Linked DNA regions of Mus musculus: region 2 is linked to region 1. A link is a contact called in public Micro-C data. All regions are on one chromosome and are shown on one strand. Each heading gives the region's core, a stretch centred on a gene start, on an enhancer-like site or on the middle of the called end of the contact. The rest is flanking DNA. Distances are from core to core; before and after follow the strand shown. Region 1 overlaps Mgst2 (microsomal glutathione S-transferase 2). Region 2 overlaps Maml3 (mastermind like transcriptional coactivator 3).

Region 1 (6,778 bases), core at 2,001-4,500:
GCAAGGCGAGCCAGAGTCATGCTCACCACGCATGAGCTAGCCAGAGTCCCTTCACTCACTCTGTAGCTCAGGTTGGGCTGGAGTTCCTGCTTCAGTTTCCCGAGTGCTGGGACTACAGTCTGGATCACCATATAACCTGTCCTATAGACATGTCTCCACCTATACATGAACTCCTGTAACCCTTATCCCACCCAGAGGCCTTCTCTGAGCATGATAAGCTGTCGCTCTGACCCTTCTGATTAGAGTCATAATTCACAGGACTTCTTGCTTCCCAAAGTTCACAGACCAGGCCCTGACACCTGTGAATTTGCATCTGCTGAGTCAGAGTGAATCAGCAAAAACAGAGGGGGGAGGGAAAGATCTTTAAAAGCCTCATTGAAATGCCTGGCCTGTCTTTATTTTTAAAAGCTTTCCTAAGGTTCTAAGGCTGGCCAGCTTTGAGTATGCTCCCCCCCCCCCCCAGCTTCCAGAATGAGGCTGTTACATGCAGAAGTTCACGTTGTATGTTCAGGAATCTATTAACTAGAAGAGATGCTGAAAAAAGTTTCATATCAGAGGCTTCCCTCCCACCAAGAGGGTCACCCTAAGTAATGAGTTTTGAGAACAGCAGGACTTTCCTTGGTCCAAGTGTGCATGACTCAGGGACTTAGGGTGTCTTAGTTACTGTTCAATTGCTGTGATAAGACACCATAATCAAGGCAATGTATAGAAGAAAGGATTTATTGGGTCTCAAAGTTCCAGTTGGTCAAAGTTCATGACAATTGTCTTACTTACTGCTGTGAACAGACACCATGACCAAGGCAACTCTTATGAGGTCAACATTTAACTGGGGCTGGCTCACAGGTTCACAAGTTCAGTCCATTATCATCAAGGTGGGAGCATGGCAGCATCCAGGCAGGCATGGTGCAGGTGGAGCTGAAAGTTCTACATCTTCATCTGAAGGCTGCTAGCAGAATACTGACTTCCAGGCAACTAGAATGAGGGTCTTAAAGGCCACGCCCACAGTGACACTTATTTCAACAAGGCAATACCTCCAAATAGTGCCACTTCCTGGGCCAAACATATTCAAACCATCACAACAACCATGGTTGGGATCTTGGCTACAGGCAGGCAGGTATGGCGCTAGAGTAGCAGCTAAGAGCTTGTTTCTCCTACAAGTAGGAGGCAGAGAGAGCTAACGGGCCTGACATGGGCTTTTAAAACCTCAAAACCCACTCTCATTGACATACCACCAACCAGGCCACACCCCCTAACTCATCCTAAACACTCAACCAAACTGAAGACTAAGCATTTAAACAGATGAGCCTAGGGGGGTGGGGATGGTGTGTGTGTGTGTGTGTGTGTGTGTGTGCTCTCTTTAAACTACCACAGTGGGTGTTGGAAAATCCATGGTCAACAAAATCCAACCCGAAGACAGTGGTTCTTGAGTTCCAGATGCGGGGTAAGCAAAGGGATATGGGCTTTATTGGGGGGAGGGTGTCAGTAAGGAAAAAGTGAGAGAACTTCCTGAGAGTGGGAGTGGTCCCCAGAGAGGGAAAAACATTATTAAATTGTTTTGTATAGCAGTTTTTATAGGACTTTCGGTAGAAATGAGGCAATGACTAATGTAATTTCTGTTGCGTTGGTTTTCCAGGCTGTCATGGTCAGAGCCAGTAGAATCCCCCATACTCTCTGTGTGCCCCCCGACCCAAAGTGGGAGATGCTAATACTGTTTGCTCACTGCCCACCCAGTCAAGGGTGGTGGAAGCCCTACCCCACTCTGTCTGTCTCTGACTTATTCCTTATTAGCAGCTGACCTTGACTATCTGGCCCTTATCCTGCTAGCCGCTGGCCTTATAGGTGTCTTGGTGGCTGTTAACTAAACTGTCTTTTCATTGTTCCCTTATTTACCTTGTATCACAGCTGCCAAGATGAATCTACAGTCTTTCTTCTCCCCCAGGGGTGGGGCCGTAGTCTTGTGTATGTTGTGATCTGCGTGGTGGTCTCCTTTCTAGACTAGGTAGACATTACTGGTTAGAAGTCATTTTTTACCTAATAGTAGACTGTTTGTCATATGACAGGACAACCATGCCTTGCATATATTCTCCAAAGAATGGAGTGGGGATGGAGTCTCAGGGAAGCCAGTTGGCCTGCTGACACCGGCTCAGAGCTCTGAGCTCTGGCCTCCCTCTCTCCTTATCTACTTGGTTATCTCTTAGTTGCTGGCCCTCTTATTTATCTTCCTTGGTGTTCCCTACTTTATTGTTTTAACCCTAACCTTCCTGTTAATCTGTATCTGTTATCTGTTTTCGCTGTACTATTTGTTATCAGAATGCACTCTTCCCTGTCCCTTACAACTTGTGACTTGCGAGCTGCTCCTGCAGTCTAAGTAGCCCACAGAGAGGGGAGGGCACTGCTGCAGTTTCTATTCACATTCGTTCTTAGAATCCCATCTCTTTTGTTCTGTGTGATGTATAACACATACAGTATTGTTTCCTAGTTGAGTGTCCCAAACTCTCAGAGGTTTAACACAATGGAAGTTGTGTCACACGGGGTCACAGTTGAGCCCCAGAGGTGTAAGGCAGTAGGCGTGACACACAACTGGAGTGGGCACGGACTGTCTGATGCAATAGGGATCATGCCATGTTGAAGTCCAGGAAACAGCTGGAGTTCTTTGCTTGTGGGTCCCTGATGCACATAGTGGACACTTGGATGACTGCTGAGTGGAGCTACGGTCCTAGCAGTAGCAGGACTCCGTCTTTATGAGGCCCAGGAGAGAGTGTTACAGTGGTTCCCTGTGACTGAGAAGCCTTGAGCCTGTGTTTTATAATATGGTTTGATCTGTGCAGACACACACACGGCCCTGCCCTAGTTTGATCAAAGTGCTCCCTTTGTACCTGTGGGGGTGCATTTGCCCTCCTCAGTCTGTGCACGCGGGCCGTGCTGCACAGTGTCTGTGGATGGATTCGGACTACTTCCTTCTGTGTGTGCATTAGACACGGAGCCGAAGGCTGCCCACTCACTGGAGTCACCCCGGGCAAGGCCCAGTCTGCAGCCATTGCTCCACCCAGTGTGGGGGAACGCTGAGCGCACGTGATCACCACGGCGGTACCCAGAGTTCTCAGCTTTTCTCTGGCTTTTGCCATTCTCTCCCTTAAGCCTCAGGTCTCCTAAAACATTTTGGCGCCGGACAAACCAGGGCAACCGATCAGGACTGTACTGGCTTCAAAACTTGAAGTTCCACCTTCTAGATAACATCTCAAGTCCAGGCCAAGCAGGACACTTGCTCCCCCTACTGGCCCCCTATCGAAGACCTTTCCAGTTACTCTTCCTGGTGTGGAATTCCAGGCCCCTGGTGACATCTGCTTATAACAGTGACTGCAACCTCCCCCGCCTCTATACAGGATGTCAGGGCTACTGCACCGTGGAGGCTGTGATCAGAAAATGACTAGACACAGCTGGTCTCCCCCCCGTGGATATTTGAGGGGAGCGAGTATTTGACAGGTGATGATCATTAACTGTGTCATGAAGAATGGTCACAGGAATCTTCCTATGGAACCTTGTAAGGAGAGCATAGAGTGTAGCTGTCTAGGTAGCTAGAAAGATGCTAAAATTGTTTCCATATTGGTTTGCCCTGTCCGTGAAAATAATTAGCAGCTGATAGCTTAGTTAGTGGGGGAGTTTTCAGAATTTGGTCCCCTTAACTTGAGTGTATCTGTTCACGCTGGCGGTTACCGCAGGGCACACTGCGCTTTGTCATCGTGCTGTGGGAGCTTTTCCGGGCTCAGAGGTGCTGCTGGCAGGAGAGGGTGTGGTCACAGGGTGGAGGTGGTAATGAGCAGGCAGAATGGGGCTCCAGGTGTTTCGAGGTGAAGCAATACTACCAGGTAGACAGCCACAAATAGCAGAGACCCCCAACTGGCAGCCAGAGAATTACTTCTGATGTCTGAAAGATGATGACGAGAAACAGACAAAGATGCAGGGGATGGCTCATCGCTGTAAACGGACTGGATTTGGAATCTCTTAGGAGACACACCTCTGAGCTTGTCTCCGAGGCTGTTTCTTGAGAGGTTTAACTGAAGAGGAAAGACCCATCCCATGGGCTGTGGTCTCTGACTAAATTGAAGGTACCAAAGAAAGAAGCCAGCTAAACACAGCAGCCATCTCTTTCTGCTTATTGACTGAGGAGCTGGGGTGGGTGGGGGTGAGGGTGGGTGGGGGGTAGGGGATAGCCACTTGCTCCACACAGGTGGTCAAGCCTTCCCTGCTGTGGCAGACTGACCCATACACTGCATCTTAGAGGAACCAAAGTCTGAGGCATGTCTGCAAAGGTCTGAGGTTGAGTGAGCCCAAGAGTGACTCCTGCCTGTAATAGGAGGACAGGGACCCATTTCTTGGGGGGATAAAGATGAAGAAATACAAAGTAACCTGCCTTTCCACGAGCATACACAGAGCTACAGTCGATTCTTGCCTGATTTCAATGGCCTCTAACTACCCCCTGCTCATGCCATATCTTAGCACAATGTTCTTGTTTTTTTTTTTTGTTTTTTTTTTTTTTTTTTTTTTTGATGACTTCTGGGAGCTGGCAGTGTTCCCAGTGACATCATTCCAGCTTCAAGCAACTGGCTGGTCTCAGTGCAGTTGGTATTGTCCTTGGGGTCCGGAGCATTGTCCATACCTGGGTGTCCTGGCTACTTTTATGTCATCTCAACACAAGCTGGAGTTATCTGAAGAGAAGGAAGCTCAATTGAGAAAATGCCTCCACAAGATCCAACTGTAAGGCATTTTCTTAATTGGTAACTGACGGGGAAGTGTCCAGCCCATTGTGAGTGGCACTATCTCTGGGCTGTAATCTAGCGTTCTATAAGAAAGCGGGCTGAGTAGGCCAGTAAACAGCATCCCTCTATGGCCTCTGCATCAGCTCCTGCCTCCAGGTTCCTGCCCTGTTTGAGTTTCTGTCCTGACTTCCTTCAATGATGAACAGTGCTGTGACCTGGACCAAACACTGGACCACATCCCGGGGCTGCTTTAGGGGCTCAGTGGAGGGAGGGGAGATTTCAGGGCTCTCTCTCCATTGAAGCCTTGTTACCTGAGACTGGGTACTGTCTTTCTGCCTTTCCTGAAGGTGATCCAGCCACACCAGGCGGTTCTCCATTAAGGAGTTCTCCAGCTTGAGCTACAAGGGAAGACCCACGCCAGCCCTTTGCTCTTGTTTCTCTTTTCTTCCAAGAGACTTCCTCCCTCTTTCATGCAGGGGTACAAAAACACATCAGTGTGTCAGCCTCTGTGGACAGACCCCCAAAGAGACCACAGGTTCCCAGACTCTTCCCTACTGTGAAACTGGGGGTGCCTAGGAGGCTCTGTGTAGTATCTCTTTGTTCCTCAAAATGCAACACCAAGGTCATTAATTCACTGCAAAGAGAAGTCTGAAAATAGACTTTTGTGAATGATGCTTCCGAGGTGTTTAAAATGTCACAGCTAATTTTGAATAAGGACATGTGGGAAAACTCAGTCTTCCCGTCCTAGAGTAATTTAGGGTGTATCATGAAACCTAATAAAGAATGGGCCAGTTGGGTGATGTTTCCAGAAAGGGCCCGGAAATTGCCCTGACTGTGGAAAGGGGTACAACCCTCCCGTGCTTTTCTTCTTCTTTGTTCTGTGGAAAAGGTTCTGTGGAAAGGGAAATTCGGGGAAGCAGGGTCTTCATTTCAGCTAACTGTTGTTATTCTTCCTATGAAATATATAAAGTGTCTTTTCACTTAGCCTCCCATAGCTACTTACAAACTTAGAAACCCATCACATGCAAAAACATGCCAGGGCCATGCCAGGGCCACAGAGAAAACCATCTTTGCCACTTCTCTGGGTGCTAGAGCCTCCGCTTAGGCTCCGGAGGAGAGGAGGAGAGCTGCCTGGCCACTGGTGCCCTGCTGGGCCTTAAAGAGATGGCGAGAAGAGAGGGAAGGAAGCATTTCGAGATCAACACTGCCCATTTCAGGCCCCCAGAGAGCAAAGGGTTCTCGATGGTTATGTCGGGGAGGTTAGGACTTTCCATGCATGCTTCAGGATTCGGCAGCAGGATTCATTTGCTTAACTTTGCTCAGACGAGCACTGAGAAGACTGTCTTCTCTGGCTGAGCTATCAGCTAATAAATTAGAGTTAACCCAGTCACTACCACACCTCACCTTCCCCTTGTCTGCTAGGTTAACTGTAGCTCCCAGAGAACTATTTCCTTGGGCTAGAAATAGTATCAAAATCTCCATCTGACTTTCCGACAAATAGAGGCAATGGAACGTTACTGTCCACTCATTTTAACTTTTACTTCATGTCTATGATTGCTTTGCCTCCATGCAGATCTATGTATGCAGCACTTGTGTGCCTGGTGCACACAGAGACCAGAAGAGAGGATCAGATCTCCCGGAACTGGAGTTACAGACTCATGGGTGCTTAGGATTGACCTCGGATCCCCTGCAAGAGCTGTTGGTGCTCTTAAAAGGATGGCTTTTGTGACTTACCTTCCCACTGCATAGAATGGGAATTGAGTGTGTCCATTTCTTTTCTTTTAGAAGCTTTCAGGGGAATTATTTAAAGACTCAAGTGGGAAGCTGAGGGTGGGAGAGGATTTTTAAGAAGAAAGATGTTTAATGTGAATTGAGTAGCCTCTTGGGTTGCTTGAGAAGGTATGGAAATCTCTTTAGGCTCTGGAGGCCTGTTTCTTAGAAAATCTGAGCCATGGTGCACTTCACTGTGACCATTTGGGTATAGGAGAATGATTCTTGGTCCTGCTCTGTGGTTTGAGCAA
Region 2 (7,480 bases), core at 2,952-5,451, 71 kb after region 1:
TATACACATACACATACTCTTAAAAACATTTCATTTTTCATGTATTTATTATTTAGGGGCACTGTGGAGGTTAGCCAGTTCTCTCCTTCCACCTTGAAGATTTCTGAGGAGGAAACTCGATCACCAAGCTCGGTGGCAAAGTGATTTCACCAGTGGAGCCATCCTGTTCTCCAACATTTTTTCAATCACACCCAGGGTTCCCTCAAAAGCCTGCTACCAGGCTGGGAGAGATGGCTCAGTGGATAAGATTCTTACCAGGCAAGCCTGAAGATCACAGCTCAGATCCCCAGACCCACAAAAGGCAGACAGATGTGTTAGAAGGCACCTGAAACCTTGATTCACTTGCGGTGAGATGGAAGGCAGAGACAGGACAACACCTCCAGCTAGCCGGACTTCTACAGTGGTGATCAATAAGAGACTCTGCTCAAAGCAAGCTGGGAGCAAGGACAACCAAGACTGTCCTCTAGTCTGTACATCTGCTCTGCTCTGTCTGTCTGTCTCACTCATTCTCTCTCCATCTCTCTCTGTCTCTCTGTCTCTCTCTCATTCTCTCCCTCCTCTCTCTCTCTCATGCATGAGCACACACGGACACGGACACGGAGACACACACACACACGCACACGCACACGCGCACACACATATACTTTCTTCCCTAAAAGCCTGTTATCTTCAGCTCAGTTAAAGCTTTTTGAGATTTTCAGCTGCCTGGGAAATATTTCAGTTCTCTTTCACTGAAAGTATAACTCACAACAGTGAGGAGACACTGTGCCTTCCTTCCACTGTAGGAAAGAAGGCATAGCCAAACAGAATCGGATAAAGTCTGCCCCCCCCCCACCATTCAACTTATTACGGAAAATTAAAATCTTACTTACATAAACATTCCCCACCAAACAGCACACCAAATCTGAATGTATTAGCCCAGGGCAAACGATAAATGCATAGATAATTTTCCAATTCATATAGGATGAAATAATGATTATTTTTTATAAATCAACAGTTCTATGAGGCCAGCTGCAGTTAATTTATGGTATCTGGTTCTAATCTTATTTGAGAATATTAATTTTTATTGTACTTTGTTGCAGAATGGTTAGGACTGGCAAGCAGGTAACTGTGATACTGCCCAGTATAAAGGAGTATTTTTGCTTGAGACCTGATGGGGTGGGGGGGAGAGGCACTCATTCTCGATGTAGCTTCTGTCTGGACACAAGGACACAGACGCCTGCACATCCCTTCTGCTTTGGCATTTCCTTTGGACTTTTCCTGGAAGGGCTAAGGGAATGACTGACAGTGAGGAGTCACCTAGCAAGCACACTCAGGAGCTCAGCAGAGAATGACAAAGCCGCCGACTGCAGCAGGGCTCCTGGGCTGTTTTTGGACATTTTGGCAGAGAATTTCAGGTACATAGGGGATTTTTCCTCCACTCCTCTTTGGGTGCCTCCTACAGAGAAAGGATGCAGGTGACACTCAGAGCAGACACTTGAAAACTGAAAGACTGTGACACCCCCACCCCACCCCCACGCAAATGGAACAGAATGGCCCTGGATGGGTACACACAGCAGCAAGGGGAAAGAGAACACAGGGTAGGGATCAGACAGGCGGGGTCTGTGTGAAAAGGGACAGCCTGAAAAGAGCAAAAGGCAGGGTGTAACCAGTGCTAGAGTTTTATTAGGCATCTGTCCTGATTAGCTTTAACTGTCACCTTGACGAAGCCTAGAGTCATCTGGAGGACAGCCACTGCGCAGGAATTCCTAGAGCAGAGTGTATGTGTGCAGCTGTCTTGATTGTTCACTGACACAGAAAGGCTAGCGCCCACTGCGGGCAGCTCCGGCTCCATGTAAGAAGGCGTATAGACCATGCTGCTAGCGGGCAGCGTCCTCTGGCTCCTGCAGTAAGCACTTCTGGGTTGGGAAGTGAGTTCCTCGGTGGATGTGGTGCTGTGTGGAACAGCAAGCAGGCCTGCCCGCTAGCTCTTGATGGAGTACTTCCCTCAAGGATGGCTGTGATCTGGAGTTGTAGGCGGGCATAAACCCTTTCCTTTCCTAAGGGGCTTTGTGCAGCATATTCAGGTCAGATGGCTTATTTTGGAAGGTAAAGATTAAGGATGATGGGGAAAGGTTTGGATGCAGGAAGGTTTTAGAGGGGTACCCCTCAACTGGTGTACTGGGCAGGTGGCACTAACAAGAACAACAGTGAGAGCCTTCAGTCAGATGGATGGAAGACTCTGGAATGGCAGGACTATACAAACGACAGGCAGACTGATAGGGATCCTGGCTTAGTATGTCAACATGAAACTTTTGGTTCTTGCTTGATCACTCCTGAGAGACCACTGTAGGTCTATCCACCTTGGCAGTGAGCATCTTATCCTCCACCGTGGTTTCAGATAGAAGCTGGGGTGGGCCCAAGGCTCAAGGAACGGTGCGGAAGATAAGGCAGAAAGATGGCCAGAGCCAGAGGATCAGGGAGCTTGCTGTGAGATTTGTCTCCCAGTGATGTCAGAAGCATCTGCTGAACAAGCATGACACCGATGGACATGCCCAAACAGGATGGAGAAAAGCCCACGAGGCCTCACTCCTACCCACAGAACTACACAGGCAAACGAGGGAAGCTGGGCGTGGGAGAGGTGGCCTTCTCAAAGGAAGAGCAGACCAGCCACAGTGGCAAATGGTCAGCGCTGAAAATATACACACAGGCAGCGTTATACAGACCAAACGTGTTATATTTAGAGAATATATATATATCCATATATGCATGCATTAGCGATTAGTGAAAAAGGGGACATGGATTTGAAGCAGAGAGGGGAGGCTTATGGGTGGGTCTAGAGGGAGGAAAGGGAAGGGAGAAATACTGTAATTAAATTATAACCCCAACCTCATTACCCCAAAAAGGAAGAAACTTGAGTCTTGGCCAACAGCTTAGTCTTCCAAAGCTCCAGTTTTGTAGAGATCTGACACATTAGAGGCTCAACTCAATTTCACATTGCTATACATGACAGGCAGGTTCCTTGGCCTCACGAAACCTTCTTTTCCTCACATTAGAGAGGAAAAGATGAAATAGCACAGACTGTGTATCATGCTGTAGACATAGCTATGTAACGCGCACAGGACACCTGGCTACCCGCCTGTGGTGATCTCCATGGGGAATGCTCTCCGTTAGCTTATGCATGTGAATCCTTGGTCCCCGCTGGCCGCACCATTGGGATTTTGCTGCAGGAAGCATGTCACGGGAGTGGCCGCCAGACTGCTCCAGTTTGTTCACCCCGCTTTCTGCTTGCCATACGATGTGTTTGCATATGCGATCTCGGCTTCCTCATCCGGTTGCCATGCACGCTGCTGGCTGCCATGCTCCCCGCCATGCTAGACCCTCATCCCTCTGCCAGAAGTTGCTTTTGGCTGTGGTGTTTTGTCACAGCAACAACAATGTGACTAATACACAGCTGCAGGACAAACAAACAAAACAAAACAAAAAAGGCCTCCAAGTGTATTACCTACCCATCAGGATAAACTGCGGCTCCCATTGTCCTTCTTCATAAAGGACCCAAGAGGCTAGGCTGCGTCTCACTCTTCCTGAAGCTGGGACACCTTTCCTTGTCTTACACCCTGCCCTCCCCGGGACATTTAAAAGGCCCTTGTAGTTCTAGTTTCTTAGAAAGGCTGTGAGCAGTCCTGATTTTGGCGGTAGAGAGCCTACTTTGAATCAAGATAGGAATAGACATTCTGCATGCAACAGTTTACCAAGGCCCCAGTCAGTCAGCCAAGACCTTTCCAGCATGGCCAGAGTCTTCTGAGTCATTCTGGACCCTAATTTCTGTACAGAGCTCAAGGGCAGTCTTTGAGGGTTCTATAAACATTGATGCTTTCCTGACATATAGACTTCTTAGAATGGTCTTACTAGAGCTGCCAACGAAATCGAAAACAATGTTTGTACATTCAGAAATTTCATTAAAAAATTAATTTGTGATCTTTGCTCTTAAAACCCTAGTTAGTGGTCACAATGTTAGCTGTTGTTTTTAAATCTCTCTTTTACATTTAAGATTGTTTCTAAAAAAAAGCAATAAACTTATTTTAAATCTAGGAATACAAGGTAATATTTATTGCCTGTTGAAAGAAATAAATTGTGGACTCTGTCCATGCCATGGGATTTGCTGGCATTACATGTGACTGTTGGTGATGATGACAGCCTGGAACATGGAAGAGGTTCTTTATAAATCAATAACCAGAGTGGGGGGAGGAGGGGGCTGGCACTTTGGTGATTTCATTTCTAGCCACAGCTGGCCAGATTGCTTATTGGAAAATAAAAGTCATGGTAAATTGAGCTTGACGGTAACCAGGCTTGACTGTGTAGACCCAGTTCTCCACTTGCAGCAGTTAGAGTGTGTGGAGGCGGGGAGGTGACAGGAAAAGGAAGCCTGTCTGTCACAGATCCATCTTCCTTATCTTGGAGGGCACAAGTCATCTGCTGTTTGTGTGAGTGCTGCTTTCTGCCAGCTCCTGGGCTCTGTACATTCTTAGCGTCTCTGCATCGCCTCAAGTGCAGCCATTTTGCCTATCCTGTTTCTCAAGAGGGAACAAAAATCCGAGCCCCGCTGTCCACTAAGTTAATCATTTAATCTTAAAAACCCAAGGGCTGGAGAGAAGTCTCAGTGGCTAAAAACATATAATGCTTGGTTGGGGGACCTGCAGTTGGTTCGCAGCACCCATGCCTAGTGACCCCCAAATGTCCTACAGCTCTGGCTCCAGGGGAGCTAGCTAACACTTCTGGCCTCCCCAGACACCTATGGGATGCCCATACCCACCCCCATGTATACATATAATTGAAATTTTCTCTTTGGTCTTAAAAAAAAAAAAAGCTGCTACTGCAGCCACTTTCCAAGTGTTCTTAGCTATATGCGGCTAATGACTTCTGTGTTGGGCTATATGACAACACATCAGTCCTCACTTCCCAGAATGTTCTAACAGACAACTGCAATTCAGAAAACCAAACTGGTACCAAGAAGCCCTTCTTTGTCCCCTGATTCTGAGGTCACGATAACCTTTGTGGTAAAAGTGCTAACTGACTCTGCTAGAATGTGGCCAGTCTCTAGCATCCGGTATCTTCCTAGACCGCAGGGAAACACAAATATTGCCACCCGGGCTGTGGTGCAAACACCCTGAAACCCGAGACAAAGTGTCCACCTTGTATTTCCCTTTAGAAACATTGAGCCATGTGTGTCTTCAACCCAGCAACAAGAGACCAGAGGGTGTTTACCTTGTATGAGCCCCTCCCACTGCTACGCGCAGTTGTAACAAACTTGTTTTTTATCATCTGTATGTGACTACGCAGGTGTTTTGAGGACCAAGAACTACAGAGGCTGTGATAACCTTCCCCTGCTCAGGATAGCCATCAAAGTCTTTGCTTTACCCTTTTAGGATGCTCAGTCTTCCAAACTGTCATTCCAGCCAATGAACTGGCTGGAGTCCCAAGTGCATCGCTCTCTGGATGCTGCTTGTGACAGGTACTACGAATTCCTGTTTTTTTTTTTTTGTTTTTTTTGTTTTTTCTTTTTTTCACTTTTGGGACAAGGTCTTGCTATGTAGCCCAGCCTAGTGTCAACTTGTGATCCTCCTGCCTCATCTTCTTTTTTTAAAAAATTTTTATTAGGTATTTTCCTCATTTACATTTCCAATGCTATCCCAAAAGTCCCCCATACCCACCCCCCACTCCCCTATCCACCCACTCCCACTTTTTGGCCCTGGCGTTCCCCTGTACTGGGGCATATAAAGTTTGCAAGTCTCTCTTTCCAGTGATGTATTAAAAAAGTGATGTATTAAAAGATGGCCGACTAGGCCATCTTTTAATACATATGCAGCTAGAATCAAGAGCTCTGGGGTACTGGTTAGTTCATATTGTTGTTCCACCTACAGGGTTGCAGTTCCCTTTAGTTCCTTGGGTGCTTTCTCTAGTTCCTCCATTGGGGGCCCTGTGATCCATCCAATAGCTGACTGTGAGCATCCACTTCTGTGTTTGCTAGGCCCCAGGATAGTCTCACAAGAGACAGCTATATCTGGGTCCTTTCAGCAAAATCTTGCTAGTGTATGCAATGGTGTCAGCGTTTGGAAGCTGATTATGGGATGGATCCCTGGATATGGCAGTCTCTACATGGTCCATCCTTTCATCTCAGCTCCAAACTTTGTCTCTGTAACTCCTTCCAAGGGTGTTTTGTTCCCACTTCTAAGAAGGCTGCCTCATCTTCTAAAGGGATTAAAGATATGCACCTCCAATCTAGTTTTTAAATTCTTCATTTACTTAACGACCCTCAAGATGTTACACCTCAATAGTAAAAACAAATTATGAGGGGCAGTTGCCGAGGCAACCCCAGAAACATTCTGTGACGTGTAACAATGTAACCACCTTTTCCTATTTGGGCTGGGATCGCAGTTTCGAGAGGCACAGCCTGGTTGCTGATCTTTTAGCGGAAGCACATGAGCAGGAGAGTCTATCTGCTGACCAACAGACACAAAACAGGGGAGCCGTACATTTTGAAAGGCAGGGTCATACTGTTACATTTGGTAAACTTCATACAGTTTAATTTTGGCGAGCCTCAAAATCCCGGTGCTGTGGCTGGACTGGTTTTACGGCAGGCGCTTCCTTTCAATGGTCCCAGAGCGATTTTCTGCACATCATCTGCACTGCACACCCATCATGGCTCTTTTTCTCTCCACTGGCCCCATTTGTTCTCCTGCATTAGGCAGGATTAATTATTGCCCTAATTTCCTAGGTAGGCAAATGGGGGACGAAGCAGCGAGACTCCGGCTTCACACAGTGCATTGAAGTGTGGCTTTACTTTCAGGCCACTGACCACAAACTAAGCCTACTTCCCGGCTGGAACATGGGACACAGGGCACTTGTTTTGACACCAGCTATTCCATTCACGGTGACACTGCCTCTAGATGAAAACTGGGCAAAATCTCTTGACACCTTCAAGACAAGGTGACTGACCAGAATGAAGAGTATACTGTAGGACAGAAATCACTTGGTGACATTTTCTACTGTGTAGGAGGCTCCCTGTCTCTTTTAATGGGCTGAGAATATGATCGCCAGCTTGGTACATGTTATCTGTTGAATGTGGAATATACTCCACAGGCTCTTGCATTTGAGCCTTAGCCTCCGGTGATTGTCCTTGTTTCAGAGGGACATAGGCCTAGCTGACAATGGACATAGGCTACCAGGAAGCCATGGACTTAGGGATTACAGCTTGGCCCAGCTTCTTCTTCTCCTCTCTGATTCTTGATATTCCGAGATGTGAAACAAGTCATGCCACAAGTTCCCGCCACCACAGGCCACGCATTTCTAGCTGCTGTGTCTTCCCTACCCTGGGACTGCAATTCACAATGACCCTCTTCTCCTTTAGGCCGCTTCTGTTAGGTTATTTTGTCATATTGATGACAAAAGTAATCAATACAGTCAACAAAGCTGAAACAGGCTGGTGGATGAGAGGGAAGAG

Evidence for each region. A called contact is a pair of places that touch in the nucleus more often than the background predicts.
Region 2: a contact with region 1 is called in a Micro-C map of the G1E-ER4 cell line. The contact joins two enhancer-like sites. A contact is called at or near these places in 1 of 39 promoter capture datasets (macrophages), 4 of 484 Hi-C or Micro-C datasets (the G1E-ER4 cell line, macrophages, myeloid progenitors and 1 more), 3 of 115 datasets of contacts at active chromatin or transcription factors (CD8 T cells, effector CD8 T cells and microglia) and 3 of 9 other capture datasets (adipose tissue, liver and pancreatic islet).

The regions. Positions count from the first base shown.
Region 1 is chr3:51,670,606-51,677,383 of GRCm38.p6, forward strand. All of the region lies in intron 2 of Mgst2 (microsomal glutathione S-transferase 2), which reads left to right. Among named protein-coding and RNA genes, the nearest start is that of Mgst2, 13 kb to the left of the region's middle. Within about 2 kb of position 3,251, at least 46 of the 459 cell types and tissues checked have an H3K27ac peak or open chromatin away from gene starts, as enhancers often do. A contact at or near this core is called in the G1E-ER4 cell line and myeloid progenitors, where this site is marked.
Region 2 is chr3:51,740,215-51,747,694 of GRCm38.p6, forward strand. All of the region lies in intron 2 of Maml3 (mastermind like transcriptional coactivator 3), which reads right to left. Among named protein-coding and RNA genes, the nearest start is that of Gm46803, 36 kb to the left of the region's middle. Within about 2 kb of position 4,202, at least 103 of the 459 cell types and tissues checked have an H3K27ac peak or open chromatin away from gene starts, as enhancers often do. A contact at or near this core is called in the G1E-ER4 cell line and myeloid progenitors, where this site is marked.